Regions from separate parts of the Mus musculus genome. Here region 1 is linked to region 2. Evidence: chromatin contacts called from public Hi-C data. All regions are on one chromosome and are shown on one strand. The core of a region is the stretch at or near the end of the contact, and the rest is flanking DNA. Distances in the headings are between cores, read along the strand shown.

Region 1 (5,104 bases), core at 2,483-4,982, 68 kb after region 2:
CTCAAGAAAACAACAAAAGGACACACACACCACAAGACTGGAGAACAGTTTCTGAAACACAGGGAGCAGTAACTTTGAAAATAAGGACTATTAAGGAGAGGAGTGGATAATAAGGAAGACAACCAACTTCTATTCCCTGGAAAGTATTAAAAACTAAGATCAATGCTTATTTAGTCCAATCATGTGGACTTAATATGTGCTAAGGACAATTTGGTATTATTCAACACATAAATAGACTGCAACTTCTAGGTTATTATGTACTACAATTTATATTTTACTCTTTCCATGACAAGAAACAATGTATTACCATCTTATAAAGATTTTACTGAATAGCATTTCCTATGTACATGGTGTAATTTTTTGGAATAAATTTTTTGGATATCTTTCCTAGTATTGATATCTCTAATATTTCTAAATAATCCAATTCATTACTTTGGTAAGAGACCACACAGAAAACAGGAATGATTTCATGTAAATGTCAAAGACTCACCTAAGAAATGCACAACAGTTCCACAATGGATGTGAAACTGGGACTTGGCAAATATTGTTATATTTTAATAAGTTATAACAGATATTTGGTAATAAGGCAACAAATCACTTCACCTTGTGGTGTTTTCCAGAACTGATCGAGTGATAAACCCTACCCACTGGGCATCTTTCCTTCCGAACATCCATTCTAGGATACCTAGAAGAGAGGAAATGCAGACAGTGTCACAGGCCTGAGGAGGTTAGACTACTGCCCTCCCTTCCAAAGACTGAGATTCCCATTGCATTTCCATGCATTCCACTCACCCAGATAACCACCATTTATACTGAAACGTTCATTTAGTGAAAGACTGAACAGTCCCTGAGAAAGACAAAGCAGTGCGGTCAGAAATGTCAGTGTGCTCCGGAAGGCCCCATCTCTGCACCAGGACAGCTGTATACAATGACCTAAACTGTCTACTGGGGACTGTGATATGAGTTAGGGAATTAATGGCCACACATTTAAAGAAATGAAAAGCAAAGTCATGAACTGACCATGACTTACGTAAGTGAACAAGAGACCCACGCCTGACACCCACTTCTACTCTGAGACCTTGAGAGCCAGTCACATGCTCTGTATCCTCAACAGACACAGGATCCTTTCTACTTTTCTGTGGTGTGAAGTCTCAGAGTTAGAAAAGTGATAAGGACAAGGGAATAAAGTAGGGCTTCAAACTCTCCATCTGCTGAGACAGGTCTCAGTGTGTAGCCCTGGCTGGTCTGGGCACCACTATGTAGACCAGACTGGCCTTAAACTCACTGACACCTGCCTCCAAAGTGTTAGAACTGAAGAAGCATGCCACCATGCCTACCTTCATATTCTGTTTTTGTCCTCATTTTCTTAGACTCCCAGACAGTAAAACCAGGACACAAAACTGTTTATAAAGTTACATATTTCTTACTGGTTTGAATCCTGTCAACATGCCCACATATCCAACAAAACTTGTAGCCTTGAAAACAGTCTTATTGTTTCTTTGGAAGTCCAAATTCACTGTTAAGGGCTTTAATTCTTCTGTGACAACCCAAGTGTTATTATTTATATTCCACCTAAAAAAGATAAATGTTGCTGACATTGAAGACAAAGACGAAGGTGAGAGTCCAGCATTACATAGATGCATGTTTGTCACTGAGTCTTAGTATGGAATCCAAGATGGCTTCAAACTTGTAATCCTCCTGCCTCAACCTTCCAAGGGCCAGAGTTGCAGGTCTGAGATGCTATGTCTGGTTACAGGAGCTTCTTCTAGCTGGTCACTTAGGATCAACCTTAACAGAGCCTTGAGTGTACTATGGTGGATTTGAAATGTTACAGGCCCAGTCCTCAGTGAACTGATGTTCAGAGGTAAGGCTTTAGGGAGTGATTAGATTAATCTACTGATGGGTTAATAAGCTGAGAGATTATTGGGAGATAATGCCAACTTAGGAGCTGGGTCCCGTATGAAGGAAGCAGGGTCCTGGATGGATACCCTCGGATGTATACCCTCGGAGGCTACACTGTCTTTACTGCACTCCTCTCTCGACGAGGTAAACAGCCTCCTCTGATACCTGCTCCAACCAACACGATGCTCTGAGGCCTTATTAGCCTTAGAAACAGAAGAGCCAGCTGACCATGGACTGAAACCTATGAACTGTAAGCCAGAATAAACATTTCTTCATCCAAAAACAGGGTGGCTTCATCCTTTTTCCAGGGGCTAAAACTTGATGCTCAGAAAAGCTGACTAATTCTGGTCACATCAACAGCGAGACCTAGATTCAGATGACGATCTCTATTAGAAAGCCATCATGTTTTCATAAAGGCCGAGATGGCAGACTTCAGCAATAAATGAAAATAAGGATCTGCGCCCTCAAGCATGGTCCAAATTCCTGTCCACTGCGTGCAACTCTTGCGATACGCCTCCTAAGTGACTGAGACGCCCCAGGTGCCTGCCTTTCTAACACTAAGGAATCCCGTCATCCTCACCCACGGCTCTCCTCTGCGCATGAGGGGCGTTTACTTTTCATCAAGGTAATTCTATCATCTACTCTTCTAAGGTAGTAAAAGTAGGTCAAGTTGCTTACTTACCCAAGAAATATTCCAAAATCCATGTTTCTCCCATGTAGTAAATGACCTTTTAAGAAGAAAGTGAGAGAGACATGAATCCACAGTTAAAATACAATGGATTCTTAATACATGGACATAGGCAGCTGTGAATATTCACATTCAAAACTGTTTTACCAAGCAATGTATAATAATTAAGAACCCTGGCTGCCAGGAAAAAGCCTTAACAAGTTCAAACTGGTGTTACAAGCACACGTTAGATATCACAGTATCTAAAATCTGACTCAGATATGGAAACAAATCAATGGTTATTCCTTGAACAACTGCAAAGCAATTCTGCCAGGACATAACCTCATAATACGACTTACCCAGTTCCTTGATTGCCACCTACAAATGGACATCTCAAGTCTTAGGTGTAAGTCAATAGCCAGGGTCATGTGTCTTGGTGTCCAGCCAGGAAAATCTAGGAAAGTGAAGCTCTCACACACAGTGCTTGCTGACTAAGAAACTATGAGAGTGTTTGTTCTGGGACTCCAGAAAAACCTCTGTCACTGCCTGAGGTGGCTTGGATGAGAATGGCCTCCACAGGCCCAAGTATTTGGATGCTTAGTCATCAGGGAGTGGCACTATTTGAGAAGTATTAGGTGTGGCCTTGTTGGCGGAAGTGTGTCATTGGGGATGGGCTTTGAGTTTTCAAAAAGCCCGCACCAAGGCCAGGTTCCTGTTCTCCCCCCTCCCTTCGGCCTAGAGATCAGTGAGGCTCTCAGGGGTTTGTTTCTCCAGCACCATGGCTTCCTGCCTGCTGCTAAGCATGATGATGATAATGGACTAAGCCTCTGAAAGCAGAAACAAGTCCCAATTAAATATTTATTTCATAAGAGCTATCTTGGCCATGGTCTTTTCACAGATTGAATAGTGACCAAGACACTGCCTCAGCGCGGGTAGCAGAGGCCCCTGGTGAACACTTCCTTCTACTCAGTTATACAGGTGGGGATAAAGGGACTATGCAGATATGCAGAAAACACAAAAGTTTCTGAGGGGCTGGAGGCATGCCTCGGTGGTTAAGGGCACGTGCTGCTCTTAGTGACAGCACAGGTTTAGTTCCCAGCAGGCACTTGGCAGTTTGTAAGTGTCTGTAGCTGCAGTTGGGAGGGATCAGATGCCCTCTGCAGCCTCCTGGAGTGCCAGACATGCGCATGGTACACAGTCAACACATTAAAGCAAACACTCAGACACTTAACATGATCTCTTTTACAAAGAATGCTTCTGGTCTAGAACACTTCTTCCACATTTTCCACGTCTCATTTAAAGTTTAATAAGCATTATAGTAATCTTAAAATAAGACTAATTTTCAATGCACTTATAAGAATTTACCAGGATATACTAAATGATATATAACAGACACACAATTGAAATAGCAAGCCTACTTAGCACATGTTCTAACTTATTCTAAAAAGTACATTGTATGATGTTCTCTGCAGATTACCTTTCTCATCTTCAGTTATGATTGATGTACACATGGTAAACAATTCATAGAAAATGTTGAATGAAATAATCTCTCCTGTGGGGGAGAAAAACCAGGGAAAGGTTTTGCTGATGTTAACAACCATGACATTAAAGGAAAACGCCATTCACCTTTGAATCTGAAGGTGTGCGGCATGCTTCTGTCTTGTTAAATGCTAACATTCTGTGCTTAGCCTGCATTTTGACCTCAGCCTAGCTTATTCTCAGTTTATTTATGTTTTGATGAATCTCAGTATTATCATGAACTATTAATCTATTTTTCTCTAGAGTTATTTATATTTGGTAATTACTTGTGATAACTCTTTATATAAGACTTTCTTCTCATGTAGATGACAAGTATATATTTCCAGTATTTTATTTTTTAAAATTGTTTTTCAGTTAGATTTTGCTGTTGTTGCTTTTGGTTTTTTGTTTGTTTGTTTGTTTGTGTTTGTTTTGTTTTGAGACAGGGTTTCTCTGTGTAGCCCTGGCTGCCCTGGAACTCACTCACTCTGTAAACCAGGCTAGCTCAAACTCAGAGATCGGCTTCCTCTGCCTCCCAAGTACTGGGATTAATGGTGTGTGCCACCATGACCCAGACGTTGTAATATTTTTGTGTTTATTTAAATGTGCATTTATTCACGTGTGCACATACATGTGTTTGTGTGTGTAAGTTTGGCATGGTGTAGCTGGGCAGAGGTGGCGCACGCCTGTAATCCCAGCACTTGGGAGGCAGAGGCAAGCTGATTTCTGAGTTCGAGGCCAGCCTGGTCCACAGAGTGAGTTCCAGGACAGCCAGGGCTACACAGAGAAACCCTGTCTCAAAAAAAAAAAAAAAAAAAAAAGGTTTGGCATGGCGTACATGTGGTGGTGAGAAGAAAACTGTAGATCCCAGGAATCTAGAACTCGGGTTGTAAGGCCTAATCAACACGCCCCTGTACTTGCTGATCCAGCTTGCTGCCCCTTGAAACACACTGTTTAGTGCAGCAAAACAAACAAACAAAAGCACTAGCCAGCTCTGTTGAGAAACAACAGAAAATG
Region 2 (5,422 bases), core at 2,219-4,718:
ATTATTTGATAATCTAAGCAAAGTGAGTTCATGTCTCCATACCTTTCATTACATTTTTTATTATATTGGTATACTATACCTTGTTTATATATTGGATTTTGGCTTTTTCTACATTTTCTCTATGAGAAGAAGAGCTATGAAGAAAAGAAAGTACATAAACATGTAGAAACCTATACATGTAAAATGTGCATAAACATCTTTTGAGGTTTATGTGCCTATTATTTTTGCTCATATATGTGAACTGTGTTGGGAAAAGCATGCACGCTAAAGAAATCGATAGAAGGGCTATCTTTCTGAATTTCCACCTTTTTGAACTTAGGTCACATGACTATTACAGTTTGGAATGCATGAAATAGCTTCAGAAACAAGTAGTAATAACAAGTTAGGCTGTCCAGAATATTCTTATATTTGTAAGAACTCATCTTGCTAATTGTTATTATCTCTTAGTTTTCCATTCCTTTTAGACCTGTGAGTGGAAACCCTTTTGGGGGGTTGAATGACCCTTTCACAGGGCTTGCATATCAGATATTTACATTGCTATTCATAACTAGCAAAATGACAGTTGGGAAGTAGTAATGGAATAATGGTTGGGGTCCCCACAACATGAGAAAGTGTGTTAAAGGGTTGTAGCATTAGGCAGGCTGAGATCCACTGTGACCTAAGATAACAAAATAGGACATTGAAAAACTAAAGGATGAGAAATAACTTTCAGGCAGCTTTGTTTTACATTATTTCTCATTCTTTAGGTTTTCTAGTCCTATTTTGTGAAAATATTTCATATACAGCTTCTTCATTTCTTGTTATAACACAGTTCTTGCCAGTCCTGTTCATATGAACATTGAAAATTTCAGATGTAATCTTCAGAAAAAGCATGGAATATAAATAAATATTTTCAAGAAAATGCAGGAGCTCATTTTCATCCCCTACTAATTATTACATTAGTTTAACAACAGAAGCAAATGTACTGACAGCAAGATAAACATTGTTTCTCTACTTAATCAGGACAGGCTTTTGATGGGCCCGCCCTCCCTCCCTCCCTCCCTCTCTCCCTCCCTCCCTCCCTTTCTGTTTTTAAATACAAGCCAACTCCTAACCCTTCAGAAAGAAAGTCTGATCCTGTATCTCCTACTGACTAGGAAGTCACTGTCTGTAATCCCAGCGGGTCTTTAACTAATAGAGATTCTCTTGCTTTGCTAGCCTCTTGAGTATTTAGGAGTATGGAAATGAGCTACCTTGTTCATCTTACTATCTTTTATATCATAAATATTCATACTTGTTTGGAAAATTAAAGACAAAAATGAGGAAATGAGGGACATTTTTAAACAGATAGTAGGCATGGATTATTTGAAATACTATAATAGATGCATCTTAAGATTTAATATCAAGTTTCTTGCTCCATGATAATTTTTTAGTTTCTGCATATTTGACACAATGCTATTCTTTGATAGCTCATTATTTCAACAAAAAAAGAAATGGCAAGTTGCTGGGCAATATTGGCAAACTCCTTTAATTCCAGCATTCGGGAGGCAAAGGCAGGCGGAGCTCTGTGAGTTTGTAGTCCAGCCTGGTCTACAGAGATAGGTCCAGGACAGCCAAGCTATATAAATCTTGCTATCCTGAATTCCCCCCCTCCACCCCAAAAAAAGCAGGTCAATTTTTATTAAATGTATTTTAATTCATAACACTAATGAAATACCTGAGGTTGTGTCCCTTTATAAAAAAATTAGGCTTATTCAGTTCACAGTTTTGGAGGTTTTAAGGGTCTACATTCTGGTTAAATGTAAGAAGGCTGTGCAAGACATGTATGTGGCAAAGGATGGGGTATGAACATGCATGAATCTGTCCTGTTTTCCAGGGCGCTCTCCCCCTTCCTTGCCCCTGTAGTCTTTTCTGTGCCCTTCCTCTTCTTGTAAAGCCATGAGTATTTAGCTATGGGCGCTCCACCTTTATGAATTTAGTTAATCGGGTAACTCTAAAAGGCCTCATGTCAAAACATCATACCAGGATTAAATTTTCACCCTCCTAATATTTCACAGTGGGGGTTAAAAATAACATGTGAACCTTTGGGGAATGCATGCAAGCCTTATCCCAACCATAGCACTAAGTATTGACAGCTCAGACTTTATGTGGCGGGGCTAAGGATGTCAGTATATCATAGAACACCCTAGACCTACATTCATTCTCTAGCACGACAAAAATTGTAACCGACTTATTTTAGTTTTAACAGTTAAATTTCTTATCATTGGTAGAGGATATACTTTGGTTTTCTGTAGAAACTATTTATATCAAATATTTATATCAATTGACATATATGTCAAATTTTAGCCTACTGAATTATATAAAGTGTAAATTGGATAATATCTTTGGATTTCCAGATAGTTTTATATTATTTTGCTGTTTCAGGATGATGATGCAACTCAAGTGGTTGTCCCTGCTGCATCAAATTTGGATGATTTCTATGCAGCAGAAGAAGATATCAAACAAAATTCCAATAATGCAAGAGAAAATTCTAATAAAATAGATACTGGAGTAAATGAAAAAACAAGGTATGATAAACTTTAACTTTCATAATAAAAACTAAAGAGCAAGTTATTTAGATAGGTGCTTACTGTGTTATATTTTGCTTAGTATCCTTATTTTAGTGAAGTCCATAAATATGTCAATTTAATTATAGAGAGAAATTTTATGAGGCTAAACTACAGCAGCAACAGAGAGAGCTTAAACAATTGCAGGAGGAAAGAAAGAAATTGATTGAAATTCAAGAGAAAATTCAAGCAGTGCAAAAGGCATGCCCTGACCTTCAGGTAATTATAAAATTTATTTTTTTCAGTGTGTTTGAAAATGTTTAAAAACTAATGTCATTTTGAACTAGTCTGGCTTTACTGGTCATTAGATGGCAGATTATATTTGCCAATTTTCTGATTACTGAACTGAGTGAAATAATAATGAAATAGATTTGGGTTATTTTTGTTGTTGTTGTTTTTTTTTTTTTTTTTTTTTTTACTTTGAAAAAATAGTTCATGGGAATTAAATGGTTACTTCTGTTTTTTGTATTGGGCTAGTTACTCATTTATTCATGATATAGAAACTCAAAACTATTATCACCTTAAGATATTCTTGCTTACATTTATCAGATACAGATCAACATTCCATTTTTACTGACCTAAGATTACACAGTAAAATTTTTAAACCATCATGAGTTATTTTATTCCATTAGTTACTTATTCACTTTACATTCTGATCACAGCCCCTCTCCTCCCAGTTCCACCCTTACAAGTCCCTCCCCCCATTACCTTCTCCCCTTCTCCCTAGAGAACAGCTCCCCTTGGGTACCACCCTACTCTGTGACATTCAGTTGCAGCAGGATTAATCACAATCTTTCCCACTGAGGCCCAACCAGGCAGACCAGCCTAGGGGAATCCAGTCGCAGGTAACAGAGCCAGAGCCAGCCTCTGTTTCAGTTGTTAGGAGACCCACATGTTGTTAGGGGACCAAGCTGCACATCTGCTACTAACATGTAGGGGACTTAGGTTGAACCCCTGCATGTTCTTGGTTGGTGGTTCAGTCACTGTGAGCCCCCATGGGCCCAGATTAGAGTTGACTCTGTAGGTCTTCTTGTGGTGTCCTTGACCCCTCTGGCTCACTCATTCTGTCCCAAATTCTTCCACAAGACTCCCCAAAGCTCCACCTGATGTTTGGCTGTGGTCTCTGCATCTGTTTCTATCCGCTGCTGGATGAAGCCTCTCTGGAGTCAGTTATACTAGGCTCCTGTCTTCAAAAATAGCTGAGTATCATAATAGTGTCAGGGGTTTGCTTTCTTACATGGGACGGGTCTCGTGTTGGGCCAGTCATTGGTTGACCATTCCCTTAATCTCTGCTCCATCTTTATCCCTACACATCTTGTAAGCAGGACAAATTTGAGGTTGAAGGTTTTGTGAGTGGGTTGATGCCTCCCCCCCTCCATTGGAAGTCTAGCCTGGATACAGGAGGTGGCCACTTCAGTCTCCATATCCTCTGGTGGGAGTCTCAGCTAGGGTCATCCCTGTAGCTCCCCCCACCCCCGATTCCCAGCCCCAGGTCTCCAGCTATTCAGTAGAGACACCCCACTGATTTTGGTTCTCACTCACAGCCCTCCCTCTCCAGCCTACTTTCTCTCCACACTTGATCTTCTTCCCCATCCCCCTCCACATCCCCTCTCTCACCCAGATCCTCTCCTCTATGAGTTATTTAAAGAAAATAATTATATAGAGCTTTAAGTTTAACTTACATGATTTTGTTTAGTATATGTACTGTTAAGTTTTTCTGATAGAGAATAAGACAATTATATTAGATGTAAGGATGATATATAGTATACTCTTTTTTGAGATCTTCCTAAAGTATATTATGTGTAGCTTTATTCATTTGTATGTATGTGTGTGTGCACATTTGTCTAGATACACACAAGCCTATGTGGAGACCAGAGGTTGATGTCAGGTGTCATCTTCTGCCACACTTCAATCATACTTTTTAAACAGAGTCTCTCTTACTGAACTGGGAGCTTAGTGATTCAGTGCATGACCAATGAGTCCCTGGTATCCTCTTGTTTCTGTCTCAGAACAGATTATAGGCCCTTGTGGCTATGCCTGGATTCCTATGTGAGTCCCGGGGATCTGAATGCAGGCCTTCAAAGCTTGCAAAGCAAGAACTTTACCCACCCAGTCTGGTTAACTTTACTGTGTAGTTAAACTTGTTTAAGGAAGAAAGAGAAAAATAGCAAATTATGTTTCAGGCACAACTGTTTCTAAGTTTGTACTTTTCCCACTTTTTTTCTAATTCTTTTGTCCTTTATCCTCAATATAAATAATGTCCAAAGAAGTATGTGCCAAGGTTGGGTTGAGTGTAAACTCCCCCTTCCCCTAATATTTGATTTATATGTTTTTACTGTTCCAATTGTTAATTCTCATCACCTTTAGCATGTTATCATGTTTGTTTTCTTCTGTTATCTTTGGATCATGGTGCCTTTTTTAGTTGCATAATAGCAGATTATGGCACTAGCGCTCTAAAGAAGTAAAATAACTACTTTATGAAATAAGTTCAATTGTATTAGTGCCTTATAGTAATATTTGTCATAATATATAAATAGTATTTGTTTATATATGTGTGTACTTGTATAAGTGTATATGTATGTGTGTATATGAATACATATACATATATATAAACATTTATATACATACACAATATTTTGTTTTTTAGCTCTCAGCCACTAGTATAAGTAGTGGTCCCACAAAAAAATATCTACCAGCTATTACTTCAACTCCAACTGTTAATGAAAATGACAGCAGTACAAGCAAGTGTGTTATTGATCCTGAAGATTCTTCAGTGGTGGATAATGAGGTATGAGATAGTCTACTGTGTTGTTCCTGAATTGGTTCCTAATTCCTGA

What was found. A called contact is a pair of places that touch in the nucleus more often than the background predicts.
Region 1: a Hi-C map of stem cell-derived germline stem cell-like cells shows a contact between it and region 2, with 2.3 times the contacts expected there. The contact joins two enhancer-like sites. A contact is called at or near these places in 2 of 39 promoter capture datasets (the C10 cell line and hippocampal neurons), 46 of 484 Hi-C or Micro-C datasets (the AML12 cell line, CD8 T cells, DN2 thymocytes and 36 more), 6 of 115 datasets of contacts at active chromatin or transcription factors (astrocytes, cardiomyocytes, embryonic stem cells and 1 more) and 4 of 9 other capture datasets (adipose tissue, embryonic stem cells, liver and 1 more).

Annotation. Positions count from the first base shown.
Region 1 is chr8:41,345,504-41,350,607 of GRCm38.p6, forward strand. It overlaps Asah1 (N-acylsphingosine amidohydrolase 1), which reads right to left. Exons shown (of 14, transcript NM_019734.3): 6 at 4,047-4,121; 7 at 2,585-2,630; 8 at 1,428-1,572; 9 at 793-847; 10 at 604-685. Among named protein-coding and RNA genes, the nearest start is that of Asah1, 27 kb to the right of the region's middle. Within about 2 kb of position 3,733, at least 56 of the 459 cell types and tissues checked have an H3K27ac peak or open chromatin away from gene starts, as enhancers often do. A contact at or near this core is called in stem cell-derived germline stem cell-like cells, where this site is marked.
Region 2 is chr8:41,277,348-41,282,769 of GRCm38.p6, forward strand. It overlaps Pcm1 (pericentriolar material 1), which reads left to right. Exons shown (of 38, transcript NM_023662.3): 13 at 2,404-2,546; 14 at 2,675-2,804; 15 at 5,233-5,373. Among named protein-coding and RNA genes, the nearest start is that of Pcm1, 40 kb to the left of the region's middle. Within about 2 kb of position 3,469, at least 3 of the 459 cell types and tissues checked have an H3K27ac peak or open chromatin away from gene starts, as enhancers often do. A contact at or near this core is called in stem cell-derived germline stem cell-like cells, where this site is marked.